Linked DNA regions of Gossypium hirsutum: region 2 is linked to region 1. Evidence: chromatin contacts called from public Hi-C data. All regions are on one chromosome and are shown on one strand. The core of a region is the stretch at or near the end of the contact, and the rest is flanking DNA. Distances in the headings are between cores, read along the strand shown. Region 1 holds the start of LOC107952836 (NPL4-like protein 1). Region 2 holds the start of LOC107948525 (kinesin-like protein KIN-7K, chloroplastic).

Evidence for each region. A called contact is a pair of places that touch in the nucleus more often than the background predicts.
Region 2: a contact with region 1 is called in a Hi-C map of leaf, with 2.7 times the contacts expected there. The contact joins the promoter of LOC107948525 here to the promoter of LOC107952836 in region 1. A contact is called at or near these places in 10 of 34 Hi-C or Micro-C datasets (anther, callus, fibers and 4 more).

Annotation. Positions count from the first base shown.
Region 1 is chrA04:33,553,043-33,558,838 of Gossypium_hirsutum_v2.1, forward strand. LOC107952836 (NPL4-like protein 1) reads left to right here and starts at 2,738. Exons shown (of 5, transcript XM_041111066.1): 1 at 2,738-2,874; 2 at 2,960-3,002; 3 at 3,586-3,663; 4 at 4,079-4,132; 5 at 5,158-5,607. The coding sequence starts at 2,801. The coding sequence ends at 5,412.
Region 2 is chrA04:33,864,678-33,870,473 of Gossypium_hirsutum_v2.1, forward strand. LOC107948525 (kinesin-like protein KIN-7K, chloroplastic) reads left to right here and starts at 2,418. Exons shown (of 25, transcript XM_041111038.1): 1 at 2,418-2,452; 2 at 2,970-3,024; 3 at 3,129-3,410; 4 at 3,497-3,594; 5 at 4,216-4,305; 6 at 5,081-5,133. The coding sequence starts at 3,163.

The sequences.
Region 1 (5,796 bases), core at 1,488-3,987:
ACACTTATTCGGGATAAACAGAAAACTCATAAGAGTTTTACTCAGGGAGCTCATAGAGTTTATCAGATAACTCCGAAGAGTTAATATCAGGGAGCACCGGATAAGGTAACAGGGAGTTCAAACGAGCCATGTCAGGAAGCCCATAAGAGGTTATATCAAGACGCTCATGTAGAGCTGCGTTTGTGTCCGCATTATATGATGAATCACAACCATCGAATCGTGTAACAAGATGATCACATAGAGCTGCGGTAGTGCACAACACATGCATGATCACTACTGATCAAGATGCTCGCAAGAACTATTTATCAGGATACTCAAGATGGCTTTAACAAGATTGCTTGTCCGAGCTATATTCTATCTGCAACATATATAGTACCGCATGTAATATGGGAAATCACATATATCCATTGAATTTTATTATTCAAAAAAAAACTTATTATTTTCCGGATATGATTGAAAATATGGTTATTTCATTTATTTTTAACATTTATATAATTCATACAATCACATACCACATTCAATTCAAACATATAATTAAACACAATTTGGTTACACGAACTTACCTTGACACTTGTTTGTGTATGAAAATCTACTAATCTGAAACTTTTTATTTTCCTCGATCTGGCTTCGAATTTGAGTTTTCTAGATCTATATAAATGAATTTAATAATCAATTTATGACATTTCATATTCAATTGGATTCAATTTATGCCTAGGCAAAATTATCATTTTGCCCCTAAACTTTTCATAAATTTCAATTTCATCCCTAGGCTCGGAAAATGAAATTTATGCAATTTAATCATTATTTCAAGCCTAACCGATTTTTACATGTCTTAATAATAGCTCATGAATTTCTTAAAAATCAGAATTTTTCTATGGGTTTTACAATTTTTCAATTTAGTCCCTAAATCACAATTTCATGAAATTCTCTTTGTAAAAGTTGTTTATCTATTAACAATCTTTCATTTTCTACCATAAATTTCAAAATTTCAGCATATTCATCCATGACAAATTTTCTATACTTTGATATATTTTCAAATTAATCTCCAAAATAGATAGATTAGACTATCCCGATCTCAAAAATATAAAATTACTAAAAACGAGACAAGAAAGCATGTTAATTAAGCTTGATTAGTTTCCTTTCTCTCTCCTAGGGTTTCCATGCAAATTTTGGGGATGAAGATGATATAAAATGATAATATTTCTATTTAATTATTTATCATCCATTAATTTAGTCGTTGCCATTTTCTAATTTTTCATGGACGATTCATCAAAAATATCTACTAACTTTTCTTTAATGGTCTAATTACCGTATAAGGACCTCAAGTTTTGAATTCCATAGCTATTTGATACTTATAGCTACTAGAACTCAACTTTTGCATTTTATGTAATTTGGTCCTTTTCGTAATTAAGCACATAATCGATAAAATTTTCTTATTAGAATTTTCATATAACATTCCTATCATAATACAGACCATGCAATAATATTAAAATAAATTTTCTTTCTGACTCCGATTTGTGGTCTCGAAATCACTATTTCGATTTCACTAAAATTGGGCTGTTACATATTCAGTGAACTGGTAAGTTAAAAAAGGGCAACTTCATATATTGTGATAGTCAAAATGTCATACATCTCACCAAAGATCAAATACATCACGAGAGAATGAAGCATATAGACATTTGTTATCATTTTGCTCAAGAGGTGATCATTCAAGGGGATATTCATATTTTTAAAATTGACACAGAACACAATTTGACCAACATGTTGACACAGAGCCTTCTAGTTTCAAAGTTTAAGCATTGCTTTGAGTTGGTAAGTATTAGAAAAAGAATCAGTTAAGCCCATAACAGGGCTCGACAATGGAGTTGGTCCAAATACAAGTCAAGGTGGAGATTTTTTTGAAAAATACCTCTTATTTTGACCAAATTTAAGTTTGACTTTTCTTCTCTTAGTTAAACTCTATTTTTAGTTTCTCACTTAAACTTTAATTAACCTAAAGTTGTTGTAATCATATATACTACGAATTTCAGCCTATAAATAGGCCTTAGTTACTTCATGTTTTAGGCAACAAAAAATTATTTAGATTGAAAGAATTTTGTTCTTTGTTCTGAAGGGTTTTTCTTGTAAGGCTTCGGATTTTTCTTTTAATTCTCCCCATCTTTTGTACTCTACTTTATTATAGTGAAATCTCCTTTTACTCGTGACTTTTTATCCTCTCTTGAGAAGTTTTTCTACGTAAAATTTGCATGTTTGATCTTTTCAATTCTTATTTTATTCACTTTGTTCATTGCTTAACCGGATTTATCCCCTACACAACTCGACATTAACTCAAAATTGATAATAAAGTCATGATAAATAATTGTAATATATTTAGTATTCTTAATATGATGTTTTTACGTGTTAAATTTCATTTTATTCACAATTTAATCTATTTTTTCATTTTAATATTGTATATATTTCATATGTTATTATTTATTAATTTTAAATTACAAATTTCATTTTTATTATACACTATTTTTAAATTAACATCCATATTTTGAATATAAAATTTTCACATACATTTTCGCATGATAGAATTTCTAATTATCCAATAATATTAACAGGCAATTAATTTGTGAGACCTTAGTGAAGGCGGAGTATGCCTTTCAGGTAAAAAAACCGATAGTTATTTAGTAATTATTTTTAATTTTTAACCTTAGAAGTAATAAATTGTAACTTAGGGCCCGTTTGTTTACCAGGAGGTTTTAAGGTGTTTGGAAGCTTGAAAAGATTTTACATTTGGAAAATATTTTCCTAAGAGATGGGTAAAATCAACGCGTTTTATGGAAAATATCTTACAGATTTTTTTCCGGTAAGACATTTTCCTAGAGACGGGTAAAAATCCTTTTCCCTTCCTTCTGTTCTTCATCTTCTTTCTCTCTTTCTGCAAATCTCATTCCTCTCTTTCTCTCTTTCTCAGGCAAAGGCAAATCTCATTCCTCTTCTCAAGGTCTTGGCTTAAGGTATGGCATCTTCTTTTTAAAGCTATTGTTTTTTCTTCTTGTTCTTTATTTGTCCGTATTTTTACCGACTGTCTGGTAGTACCGCTGTCGCCACCATTTGTAAGTTTCATTTCAAGCTCAGCTCTTGCTGTTTCGTTTTTCTTAATTTCGGGATATGGGTAAGCTTGATTCTTCATTACTTCTTCATTCCATTGTTAATGATGGAATGAACCTTTCTAGTTTCCACTATTCTTTTGCTCGTTATTTTAAAATCGTTTCTAATCACATGGAAACTTTAAATGAGAGTTCAATGTCTTTTAGGCAAAACCCAAAGACTTATCATCGCTTCGATAATGTTGATGATGCTTTGACTTTGTTTAATGAAATGATTGAGCAGCACCCAAAGCGTTCCATTGTTGAATTCACTAAATTATTAGTAGCCCTGGTTAGAATGAGATGTTATGCCACTGTTGTTTCTCTGTATAGCCAAATGGAATTGTTGGGAGTTTCCCATAACGGTTATTTTTTCAACATCTTGATTAATTGCTTTTGTCAACTTGGTGGAATTGATTCTGGGTTTTCTGTTTTGGTCAAAATGCTGAAGCTAGGTGTTAAACCTGATGTTGTAACTTTTTCCACTTTGATTAAAGGACTTTGTCAACGAAGTAAGATTTCTCAGGCGGTGAGTTTGTTTGATGAAATGGTTGAAAAAGGATATCAACCTAATTTAATTATTTACACTACAATACTGAATGGGTTGTTTTATACTAGGAATATTGATTGAGTTGTTAGGTTTCTAAGGATGATGGAAGAAAAAGGTTTTGAATTCGATTTGTAGTAAATAGCACTTTCCTTAACTATCTTTATAAGAAGTGCTTGCTAAAGGAGGCTCATGATCTCTTCTTCGAAATGAGAAAGCAAGGCATTAATCCCAATGTCATCACATATACTACATTGATCGATACACTTTACAAGAAAGGAGTGGTTTCTAAAGCTAAAGATATCATTGGCACAATGAAAAAGCTAGGCATTGAGCCTAATGTTGCTAAAGGTATGATTGTTTGCCTAATAGATGTTGTTATAATGTAATGATCCAGGGATTTCTTCAAAACAATTATACCTCAAAGGCTACAGAACTTCTTATAGAAATGGTCGGTAAGGGCTTTTTTGGAGGTTTGTGCACTGCCACCTTATTTTTAGGTCTCGTCTTATATGGTAAATCAATCTTGACATGACTCTCACTTGTAAATTTGAATCAATTTGCTTATAAACAACTATACTGATGTGATAAGAATTTCTGGAAATTAGAATGAATCATAATGTCTATTTTCAGTTTAGTTGATGATGTACTTCAAAGATTAAGGATGAATGAAACAAATTTTATACACCGTTTTTCACTTCTCAAACCCATGAAAAGCTATTTTGGGACATAATAATTTTCATCTAAAGTCAAGCTTCGAATTTCATACAAATTTAGTCTAAGTTTTGCTCATTTATTTCAGAAAACTACATATTGTTGTTGGTAATGGCTGATTAATATATCATCCCTTGATTTGTAATGCTCATCTACATTAAAACACACTATTTTGACTTATATATCTATCTACTATGAGCAAATTCGGTAACACCCTGGGCTCTACGTCAAAGGTTTAACTTTGCAAGCTGCCTTAATCTGATGTATCAGACATATAAACAGCAAGAACCACAATTATATCAAACTTTGCAACTTCTTAATTACCATTCTTGCTTGATGTCTGTTCCAAATCGATCTTTTCTTGCTATGACCGCTTCATGGTATTTAAGTTTGATATTAGTATTTAAGTTTAGAAGTAGACATGATTGTCTAGTCTTGATTGTTGTCACTCTGAGATTGATGCCTTGCACCATACCGGACAATCACTTTTGAAACAAATGAAATATCTAATCACCCTTGTTAGGCGTGTAACTATGTGCAGCGCTAATATTAGAGTATAAGGCTCCTGAAAAACATCATCGACTGTCATTTTCTGCTAGCAGACTCGTATGTGGCTTAACGAAGTCCACCTATGTTCGCTACTAGTCTTACAATAAATACAAGAGTGGTTGTTATTATGTTTTTATTTCTCAGGTTGGAGTTGGACCTGTGTTTTACTTAAGAATTACTCTGAAACACAAATGAATGGTTGCTTTGATGCAGGGATCACTTTCATCGACCTTTCTTATTGAGAACCAGAACAACTTCGTGGCAATGAGGACACTGAAGAATCATCTAGATAAGACAAAGAGCCTTCCATTCGTGAAGCGTATCGCGGATTTCCATTTGCTGCTGTTTCTAGCCATGTTTCATGGCCTTGGTTCCGATGTTCTAACACTAGCAGCATGTGTTAGCACAGAGACAACAGTACCAGAAGGTTACCAACTCCTAATCGAGTCCATGGCCAACACATTTTGATTCACTTATTATGTTTGGTCGTCTATTGGAAAATACTGTATATTTATGATCATAACAACTTACTTTTACCATTGTTTACTAGCATCATTACAAATCTCAATTATTCCTAGAATCTTAACATTATGCTTTACATTCAAAGCTAAAAATTGGTGAGCTGTATTTGATACGAAATTTATGATAAAAAAATGTTTTCAAGTAAGAAGCATAAAAAAATTTGGCTTCAAAATTTTTCTCAAGGTTGAATATATTGATACTTTTAATGTAGTGTAATATTAGTTATGCACTAAAACAATATTATTGTTATTATGTGGTGTACTACTAATTATGCATTTAGATAATATTATTAATTTCTAGTATTAATTGTGGTTTGGAAGCTAATTTATA
Region 2 (5,796 bases), core at 1,168-3,667, 310 kb after region 1:
GTACTACTAATGTTTGCTTACAGTTTGGAAGAACTAGAGATGGAGTCATTGGGTATGTTAATGATGATTTTGCTGGAGACGTAGATAGAATGAGATCTCTTATAGGTTTTTGCTGGAAACCTAGATAGAAGGAGATCTCTTATAGGTTATGTCTTTACAATCAGAGGTTGTGTGATCAGTTGGAAAGCCACTTTGCAAACTACAGTCGCTTTGTCTACCACAGAAGCTGAGTACATGGCTTGTAAAAAAGCTATTTGGTTGAAGAGACTCTTTAGTAAACTTAATGAAGACTTTCAAATTAGTACAGTATTTTGTGACGGTCAAAGTGCCATCTTCCTTACAAAAGATCAAATGTTTCATGAGAGAACAAGACACATTGATGTTCGGTATCATTTTTCTCGTGATATTATTGTTCGTGGTGATATTGTTGTGAGCAAAATTAGTACTCATGAAAATCCTGCAGATATGATGACTAACTTACTTCCTATAACCAAGTTTGAACATTGCTTATACTTGGTTGGTATTCATTGTTGAAGTTAAACCCTTAAGAGGTTTTATGGAAAATGTGGAGAACTTGTTCGTTGAGAGTTCGCGATGAAGAACTTGTTCATTGAGAATTCGTGTCAAGGTGGAGATTGTTAGAATTAAGTGACCTGAATCCTTATTTAAATAAAATACAGTGGTAAAATAAAATAAAAATAAGATCTATATAGAACTACACTTCTTTTATTTTATTTTAGAATAAGGTTTTTTTAAACTTTATTAAACTCCATCTATTTAATATTGATTAGAATAAGGTGTTACAATCTTACTACTATTAGAATATGATTTTACATGCCTATAAATAGAGACATAGTCTACTCCTCTTGTAATCATTTGAATTCCACATAGTGGATTTTCTTCTCCTCTACCAGTGATTTTTTTCGAAAGGGTTTCCATGTAAAAATCTGTGTGTTCTTTATTTTTATTTCTCCTTTCTTTGTGATATATTACCATTACCAACATTTTATTTTTTACAGTTTCTTTTTTTAGCTGATTAGTACCTGAGAAAAAGAAATAAAAAAGGTAATAGCTGTCACCAAGACATAGAGAAACCAAGGAAAAGAAAAAGAATAAAGCTCCCACAATATCGACTGAGGAAAAGAAAAAGAAAAAGAAAAAGAAAAAGAGTGGGGGATGATGACTTCATTCGACTGAGTAGGTTTTCTCTACAACCAAAGAAAAAAAAGGGAAGCGTTTTAAAAAAAGAGGACCGATACCTTTAATAGAGATAAGAAGGAAAGGAAGTTATCAGCAAGACCGAGGAGAACGATGATAGTTCTAGTTACAACATTTTCATCCCAGGTAAAGGTGAAGGCAAAAATTGAAAATGGGAAAAAAAATCTCACTTTTCCACCGAATTAAATGCCTATTCAGTGGTGAAGTAAGGGAATGACTATACAGCCTTTTCCTAGGATAGAACCCTATTCAACATAGGCTGTAATAGGCCATTATAGCCAACTAACATTAATTTAGTGATGGGCTCACCGATTTGGACTGTAATCTATTCTTACTCCTTGAACCGAACAAAGAGTTAGTATTTTCAAACAATTTATCAATTTTTTGTTTTCTAAATCTAACAAATTAATATAAGAAAGAGGACATGTTAAGACAAAAAAGAAAGTTCATGCTTTTTATTTTAATAATGAATGGTTTTTGAGGTATTGAGTTTATTTTTTAATGGAAAAAATAAAAACCTTGGAGAAAGCTTTATCAAACTTGATTCAGTTAATTTAATTAGAAATCAATATCTCTATCAAATATTTAAAAATTGCATTCAAGAAAAGAATATTAAATAATATCAAAAAGGAATGAATTAAATATTTAATTTAAAAATATATATTTCGAGGTATGAGTGCTAAAATAGTCCAATGGTCTTTTGTGTGTCGAACATAATATGATTTAATTTAGTTTTAGAGTTTTGACTTTTGTTCTCAGAAAGAGTTTTGACTTTTAAATTTACTAATTAAAAGGATATTATTTTAGGGAGAAAATGATAGGTTATTATTATTACAAAATTGAAAAAAGAAAAACAGAAGTACGGCATTTTCTTCTTTTTAACAAAAATTTGTCTCATTTCATCTTATGCTAATCTAAAATAATTCGCAGGTTCAGACACGTGTACTAATGCAAAACTGGGCCCCATCATTTGTCCCACCTCTCCTCTCTTACTTGCCTCATTCTCACGCGACTCTCGTGATCGTGTCTTCTAAACTCATTACTCATTTCGCGCTAAAATAAGAAAAGAAAGAAAGGAAATAAAATAAATTCAATCATCAATCATCAAGCAAAAAGCAAAAATTACACATCACCACCCATTTATTTATTTTTAATTTACTTTTTCCTCTAAAAAATTGGGGACTGAAAATTGCCGTTTGCCATTGGGGCTTTGATGAGTGGCATCGCTTCCAAGGCAAGCAAAAAAGCTATATTCCTACTAAAATTATTGACGAATTAAAGAAAAGTTAAAGAAAAAAGAAGGCGTATTTCTCTTTCTATTTCTTTTACTCCTCTACTGATGAGTGATGATGTTTTTCTTTTACTCTAAATAGAAAAACTTTTAATCTTTCTTTTTCTCTCAACTGTTTTCTCCTAACTGTTAGATCTATAGATTCTATATAGTTTTTTTTAATCGAAAATGCTTCTGTGATTCTGCAAAGGTAAGTTTTCTTATTGTCATTTTGTTTGGACTGGAGAGATGATTTTTTTTTGTATATTTGTTGAAAAAATAGATTTTAGTTTTTTTGTTAAAAACTTTCCTGCGTTTTTACTTTTTTTTTTCAATTGTACTGTTTTTTGTGTTGGATGATAGAGAAAATAGAGGATATAAAAGGAAGTTGATTTCCTTTTTTCTTCTTCTGAGTTGTAAAAGTCAACTGAATTTGTCTACAAAATTGACGGAGAAAGTTGATTTTTTTTTTCATTAACAGTTTGATTACTTTAGGAAAGTCAAGAAACTTGGAATTGCTTCAAATTTCTGCTACTGTAAGTCGATTTTGTCACAATGTAGCGATTTCCGAAACTAATTTCTACCTTTTTAGCTTGAATTTCATATTTTCTAATTTCGAGTTGCTTTTTTTTTTGTTAAGTGTGTAGAACGGAGAATTTTTTGGTGAGGTGAAAATGTCTTCGAGAAGAGGATCGAAATCGAAGAAATTAGGTTCAAGCAACTCAAAAGCTGTAAATTCACCTTCGTCTTCAACAACTTCATCATCCAAACACTTTCCAGAAACATCTATCGATTGCCAGAGCTCACCGGCATCGTCATCGGCTCGAAGCAAGCCACAGTGTTTTTACTCTGAGAACTTGCATGTGGATGCCGACCGATCCAAGGAGAATGTCACTGTCACCGTTCGGTTTCGTCCTCTCAGGTATATTATTATTTTCCCTTGCTTTTTGGGTATTTTGTTCTATGTATTTGTTTGATGAAGGCTTTGATTGGCGTTTGTGGATGTAGTCCAAGGGAAATTCGTCTTGGTGAGGAGATTGCTTGGTATGCAGATGGGGAGACTATTGTGAGAAATGAACATAATCCATCCATAGCTTATGCATATGGTTAGTTTTATATTATGTGAAGTGATCTTTTTCTTTCAATTTCATGTTTTTCATGCACTCTATTGAAGATACCTTTAATTTTACTCGGAGTTATGTTTTTTAGACTCCAACTAATGAAAAATCTCGAATAAATATATATTGAGGTCATTCCAGTGCCAAAGAACTGGAGATATTCAAAGCATATCTTCAAAACATTGGTATCCGCTTTCACAATATTTGTAACCCTTAAAACTTTTTGTTCCTTAGCCTTTAAGGCAGCTTCTGAGGATTCTAATTCTTATGTTTTCTTCTTGAAACATTTCTCATGTTTAATATGTGAATGACCTTTTAATTGTTGATGATGTTTCTGTTTGTCATTTTTTGTTATGTGCAGAAACTTTTTAAGTTCTGATTTGCTTTTTATGTCTGTGTGAAATAGCACTAGGTACTGGATGAACTTTGAGAAGTATCAGTTATCTGTTTTCTATATAAATTTAATAAAAAAAAATTACTTTTCTCTGTCATTTTTATTAGAGGCATTTGGCATAGTGTATATTATCTAGTTTGCCTTTATCTCTTTTATGGTCCAAAATTCTTAAGCTTTCTGGATCTCACTTAATTGATTGTTTCTTATGCTTCTAGATCGAGTGTTTGGCCCAACAACTACCACACGCCATGTTTATGATGTTGCTGCCCAGCATGTTGTCAGTGGTGCCATGGAAGGCATCAATGGTATGATGTGAAGAACCCACTTCGTAGCTAAATTTGGCTCTTACACCATTCGATAAACAGTACCTCTGTTTTTTTTTTTGTCGTTTTTACTTTCTTTAGAAAGCTAAGAATTGAGATTAGTCCATGACCACCTATTAAACACATGTTAAGGCTACTTTGAGATAAATAGTTTTGCTATTTTCATGCAACATGAGCTGATGGATTTATGAATGTATGAATGTACTTATCCATGATAGTTGGACTAGACAACGCTGTTACCGGCTTTGGATCTGCTAATGTTTGTTTTATGTCAGGTTTGGTTGCTCTTACAGGATATATAATGAAATTCAAGGATATTGCCAAGGCTTGTTGCTAAGAGGAATGAATCTGGTGATTTTGCTTAGAAGTTACTTTGAGTAGGTTCTAAAGGTTTTCAGAGTGCTTTTGGATATGTACTTTGTTAGTGATTGTTTTTTATAGTGTTCATAGCACAGGACTGAGATCTAATTGTTAATTGGTCCTTTTCAGGACTCTTACCTCATAATCACTCTGTAGGAAGACTATTTTAATCTAGGAACACTCAGTTTAGATTTCTGGAACCAATAGATTTGTTACTGAGGTATCCTAAGCTTCCTTGGTAACTATTGTTTCAGGCGAGAATCTACCTTGCCTTCTCTGAAGAAGTACTCACAGTTTTGCATCAGAAATTGTGGGTTGATATTGAATGCTAGGCATTTAATTTGTATCTCCTCAAAAGCTCGTTCCTCTACCTTAAAGTGTTAAATTCTGTCCACAGGCACCATTTTTGCTTATGGCGTGACAAGTAGCGGGAAGACTCATACAATGCATGTAAGAAATAATTTGCTACTTCTTTTCCTTATCTTTGTATGTTCTACACTGTACGGTGGTGTCTCCTATTTTAATTTCATCTAAAGCTGTCATTTAATTTGCATTATATAGAGACCAAATGTTTGATTCTTTTGCTATTATACATTAATGAATAATTGGTTTATTGACTACTCTAAGCTTGTCAGATTGGGATGTAGGGAATAGGATTAATGATTGTTTGTTTATATAGGAGCTAGAAGGGATTGTGTTGGTTTTTTAACCTTATAAGTAAGTGCAACAAGGATTGGAATTATTTGCTCTTTAAACAAAATCTATTTAATTCTATATCTAAAGCTCAGAAGTAGCATTAATTTTTTAACTAAAGCAACAGTATCTCGATTTTTACCAATGTCATGTTAATTTGCTTCCACATTTGTGCCTAGGTATTACTTATTTCTAGCTTTCCAAATTCCATTTTTAGAGAAATGTACTTGTTATTTAAGTTAAACTAGTGCAGCAAGTGTCAAAATCATTCTTTAAGTCAAATCTATTTAATTTTTGCATTTTCCACTTGTGACAAGCTTAAGTAGCTGTATTTTTGAACTAAAGCAACAATTTCCTGCTCTTCTTTTATAAATTTGATTTCCTTCACATTTGAGTCTAGCTACTTTATTTCTATCTTTG